Linked DNA regions of Hordeum vulgare: region 2 is linked to region 1. Evidence: chromatin contacts called from public Hi-C data. All regions are on one chromosome and are shown on one strand. Each heading gives the region's core, a stretch centred on a gene start, on an enhancer-like site or on the middle of the called end of the contact. The rest is flanking DNA. Distances are from core to core; before and after follow the strand shown.

The links. A called contact is a pair of places that touch in the nucleus more often than the background predicts.
Region 2: a Hi-C map of seedling shows a contact between it and region 1, with 4 times the contacts expected there. The contact joins the promoter of LOC123453061 here to the enhancer-like site in region 1. A contact is called at or near these places in 2 of 6 Hi-C or Micro-C datasets (leaf and seedling) and 1 of 1 datasets of contacts at active chromatin or transcription factors (embryo).

The regions. Positions count from the first base shown.
Region 1 is chr5H:381,376,370-381,379,206 of MorexV3_pseudomolecules_assembly, reverse strand. It overlaps LOC123452410 (flowering time control protein FPA), which reads left to right. Exons shown (of 6, transcript XM_045129060.1): 6 at 1,000-1,678. Among protein-coding and RNA genes, the nearest start is that of LOC123452410, 14 kb to the left of the region's middle. Within about 2 kb of position 1,291, at least 1 of the 3 cell types and tissues checked has open chromatin away from gene starts, as enhancers often do. A contact at or near this core is called in seedling, where this site is marked.
Region 2 is chr5H:381,697,525-381,700,224 of MorexV3_pseudomolecules_assembly, reverse strand. LOC123453061 (protein PHR1-LIKE 2-like) reads right to left here and starts at 1,369. Exons shown (of 7, transcript XM_045129825.1): 1 at 1,054-1,369; 2 at 611-979. The coding sequence starts at 788.

The DNA.
Region 1 (2,837 bases), core at 42-2,541:
ATAACTTATAAATAATATATATGTATAATATTACATCATAAAATATTTACATGTTTTTAGGAAAATTATCCACATAATTAAATTAACAACACCTAATAATTTACGTATCCAACAAAAATATCAAAGTAATTTCATATTTTTTACATATGAAAATAAATTCTAATATAAGTTCTAAATTTTCATGATTTTAATAAAATATTTATGTAGTATATAAAATTGTTCATTTTATTTTGAAATTTAATTTATTAATAACACACGGTTACATTTTACAGATACTTTATAAAAGTTAAAAAAAATAACAATGAAAAATGGGCCTTAGAAACTCAAGCCTGCTAAATATTTACAGGATATATAGTTCACGTAACCACTTAAAGCAAAGAATTGTTGGTAAAAGTAACTTAAAGCAAAGAATTTAGCCTACTGTGTTGGTTGGGTGTTGCACCTGCAACTCACAGGTCTCGGCATCTAATCCCAGCCGACACATTATTCATAGACCGACCCGCTCCAGGGGCTCATGCGAAAATAATAATTCAAGACCCATGGAAGGGCTTTTTGTGAGAAAAAGAAAATCCTGAGTATTTTACCGCAAAAAAAAGGCCACACGAACTGCCTCTCTTGTTTGGTAGCTGACAGCGGACCCCACGCTACGCTGGCACGCCTAAGCAGCTCGTATACAGACACGTTTTGCACCGTATATGTGCACTTAAGTCAAGTTGTAACACCGGTTCAATGTATGCCGCAAGTTTTAGCACTAAACTTACTTTTCACGCCAAGTTCTAGCACCGGTGATGTAATTGACTCTTCTGTAAATGTAGAAGAGTTGACCAGGTCACCGATCCTCGTGCTAAAAGAGCTCACATGCTAAAGAGTAAAAATACTGTTAATTCCCATGTTCTAAACCTCTACATTCTCGGCATTTTGTTTAACATTAGTAAGTGAAAATTGATTGTACTCACAGCAATCGCCACTGTTTCATTTACCTTTGGACTTTGGTGGCAGGTCATTTCTAATGTTGGTGCACAAGGATCATATGGCGTCATCCTGCAAAATAGCCCCAAACTGCCGTTGGGATCTTTGTTTACCAGCACCTCATTTTTGTTGTACCAATTGAGGGCTGTTAGTTGCTGTCTGAATCCATCCTTTTATCCTTCGCTAAAGTGACAGACCTAACTCTAGAATGTTTGTATGCTTCTCCTTTACCGAAAAAGGCTTCCGCCCTGCTTTATAGATAAATCAAACCACCACAGCCCCACAAGGTTCAAACCAAACGCACACAACACAACACAAGTACGGGAGGGTTCTGCTGATGGCACAGCTCAACAAGGGAGGGTTCTGCTGATGACACAGCTCAACAAGGCCTAAAAATAAAACAAAGGCGGACATGCCGCAAAGCGAAGGAGCTAATCCGGCTCAGGCCATCCTTTAGCCTGTTTGACACCCTTTAACTGGATATATGTATACACTAATTTTATTTAGTTCCAGATGTTTAAACGGCTTCTATTACCAGTGTTGAAGTTCACTCCTAGCCCTGGCCTGTCATATTTGCTGCATTGCTTTGATTTACCTTTTTTTTTTCCTGTTTTTAGTAACGAACTAGTGAGATGAAGGTTTCCTGTTGTTTTAATATGGATTGCTCATGCCTTCCAAGATTACAAGTGTAGTGTGATGTTATTTTGGATTCCTCGTCTTACATTTCTCTGTGGGACAAAGCATCATGTGCATTTCTTTTTGGGAACTGCGGTTAAGAAGTGCGAGGTATTCAGGTTAAGAACGGGCTATCATCGAGCATAACCCGTTTTCCTTGCAGTGTGTTCCGTTTGCCAAACATGGAACTGATACATAGTTAACCTGAATACTGAATCTGTTAAGTACTCTCTCCGTCCCAAAATAGTATAAAATTTATACTAACCTAGTACAAATTTTGCGACACTTATTTTTGGACGGCAGGAGTAGCAAATTGTTCATGTGCTCAACGATACCGTGAGAAAGTGATCCCCTCAGATTTGTGCCTTGGAATTCATCAGCCTTGTCACATTGTCTGTCTGCTAAAGAGCATGGCTTGCAAAAAGTTCTCAGGGCGTCAGCCGTCAGAGCTCGGAGTTGGATGCGGCATGGCATGGTCCCAAGCCCAACGATGCACTTTTAGCGCTTTGATCTTTTACCTATTTGATTTGAATCATCATGCCTTGTTTAGCGAAAGCAAGACAGCCCCGTACGGACGAGTCTTCTCTTCTCTTGTTGTGAGTGCGGGCGACAAGATGCTTTGTTTACCAGCACCCGTCAAGATGCTGAATCAAGATGCTGTCGCTCTAAAATCATTCCCAGACTTACAAAGACCACACCGTCTGCACAATATGGTTAATGAATATGCTACCTGAATTTTTTAGGCAAAAAGTTAAACATTTTGGCCTTTGCAGAATAAACAAATTAAACATCAAGTGTTACCCCAAAATGTCACACCTAAATTTATTTTTTTCATCGACGAAACATCATTGCTTCGTTTCACATGAAAATTGTCAAGCATTGTTGAGACAGTAACACGAATATGTATAAAAAATCAGATTTTTTTAAAAACATTTATTATTACTTTTCGTGTTACTGTTTATCTGATGCAAATGCACCCAGGAGCCAAAACACCTTTACCCATAGCTACTATTTTCAAAACTAGTATGTACGGCAAAATTTTCCTAAAGAGATAAATACTACTCCCTCTGTCTCATAATATAAGATTGTTTTTGATATTATATTAATATAAAAAAAACTTTTATATTATGGTACGGGGAGTATTTTTGAAGTGATTATGTACTAATTTTTAAGGAGTATTATACTGATTTTTT
Region 2 (2,700 bases), core at 120-2,619, 320 kb before region 1:
GATCCTTACATCCCCAATAAACAAGCACCTGAGTGTGCAGAAACTTTTTTTCCTTGTTCAATGGATTATCGACATTTCTCTCTAGAGAGTATAATCAAACAAATTCTCTGGTTCCTCCAACGTGCTGGAATCCAAGATCAGACAAAATGACCTTTTCATCTGAAGCAAAAGCCTCAAACTGTACTAAGTAAGACCAACCACATAGCCCTCGCAACGCAGGACACATCTCTTCCCAGCTCAAAAGCAAAGCAAAATCTGGCATGAGTAGACCAAAAATATCAAATCCAAGGGCGTGCTGAATCCTAAGCGCAAATGCACCGCTGCTCGTCCAACAGCGCGCATTTCAGTGAAGTGTTGTTGGTCCAGGTAAAGAAAGACCCAAACTTTGATCCAGACTTTCCTAAAACTTGAGCGCAGACACCCCCAATGGCTCAAATCCTCGCTCCCAAGCCAGCAAGTAGCTCGGGTGAAAGCGCGCGGTCGCACCAACCAAGAAAGAGAACCCCCACCCAGCAAGCACGCATTGCCCCTCCAATGGCGATGCCTGACGAACCGGAGGGCGGAGGGAAATGGGGGAGAGGGAGGGGAAGGGGGGGAGCGTCTATCTCACTCTCGGGCCCGCCGAGCTGGGCGACGGCGTCGACGAAGCGCTCGTGGAGGTCGGCCGTCCAGCGGAGGCGGGGCTTGGGGTCAGCCGTGAGCACGAGGCTGGGGGCGCCGCCGGAGCGCGGCACCTCGCCGGGCCCCGGGCCGTCCGCGCGGTGGTGGATCAGGCCAGGGGGGAACATCTCCTCCTCCGACCAAGAAGGGAGGTGGAGAGGGACAGAGAGAGAGAGACCTTCTCCTCCTTCGTCCCCAAAAGCGAAGGATCCAACAAAAAGTTGCTCGCCTTTCTCTCTCCTGTTTCCCCCTTCTCTTCTGCGGCCTTTTTCCTGCGGTGGTTCCCCTCTCTCTCTTACCAGTGATCTGTGAAGCCCTCCTGCACATAACAATGGTGATTAGCGCAGATCAATCTCATTTTCTACTGTTCGTACAATAACACATCCAACTTACTTCCGGCGCTAAATTATCTCGCCAATATCATCTCTTCTTCACCAATTCAACCGAAGTTCCAAAGAGAAATAATACTACTCCACTACTACTACTCCAGGTCCAGGTGAAGAACTGCTGCTGCTCATTTACTGCCAGGAGAAGAACGGATGATGAGTCCCTGGTTGCTGGTGCTGGTGCTTCTGGGACGCAATGATTGGCGCATTGAATTTCCAGCAGCTCCGGCTCTGGCTTCTCGATCTGTCGCTGTGCGTGTTTGGTGAAGGGAGGGCAAATTGGCAACTGGGTTTTGTTTAGTGTACTACTCGGGTTTTCCGTTTCCTTAAAGTAAAAGCTAGTGGATGGACGCTAGCTAGCTCTGCTCATGCGAGGACCAAACAGACCACTGGCTGCCTCTGCTCCATTTGTTTATTTATTTTTTTCCCACTTATGCTGTGATGCGTGCAAATAAAAATCCAGCCCCGCACATGCTCGTGTCTGCGCCCGGACGTCATGCGCGCTTCCGCTTCCGCGCCCGGAAATCCAATCCTGGAAAGTGAATTTCATTTCTAGCTACTTGTGGAACAGCCGGTGGTCAGTTGATGTAGTGACAGGTTGCTGATTAACGCGTTCGGATGCAAAGAGAGAAACATAAAAGGGGCATCTTTACTTTTTTCTTTTTGGAAAAGGAGGAATGATCCCGGACCTTTGCATTAATCGATGCATGCAGTCATATTATTTAAAAATTAAAAGTAACATCATATGTCTAGATAAGTCTGCGACTCGCAATGAAAAAATGAACTAAAAATAAACAATCTCTTAAAAACAAAACTACCACATCCGGCGTAAGTAATAATAGACTATGATGTCTATACACCTAGTCTATTACTAACACGTCATCCAAACCGGTTGAAGATAACCCGTGCGGCCATCTCCCATCGGTTGCACCCAGTATCCATAAGCTTCCTCGAGTCCACATGACTGAGTAATGACCATGTACGGATCCAAGAAGTTGCTCTGAATATGACCTGCAAAAAGTTATTGAATTTGTTGTCATTAAAGATCAAGTCATTCCTGGTATTCCATATAGTCCAAAATAGAGTACATATCCCATTTCTGATAAGTTTAGAAATTCTAACGTCCACTCCATTGAGCCACATTGTAAATACAGAACTGATGCATGTAGGTGGGATCACATTAAAAGCTATATGAATAGTGCGCCAAAGTAGTTTTGCAAGAGGGTAATCCAAGAACAAGTGTCTTATTGTTTCATGATGATCACAGAAACAACAATTAGATCTGCCTCTCCAACTACGTTTAATTAGGTTATCTTTGGTTAATACCACACCTTTGTGCAAAAAATACATGAAAATTTTAATCCTTAGCGGTACTTTGATATTCCAAATATGGACTGATCTAAGTAAGGGTCATGTATTAATCAGATCCGTATACATGGACTTTACTGAGAATACGCCATTCATAGATAAAATCCAACGAACATTATCTCGTTGGTCAGATAATTGTACCTGCATAATTCTTATTACCAGATGCAGCCATGCCTCCCAACGTGCTCCTACTAAAGCTCGCGTGAAGTGCATATTAAGAGATACCGATTGTAACACTGTGGACACATAGTCCTGTTTACGTTGTGTAATATTGTAAAGCATGGGA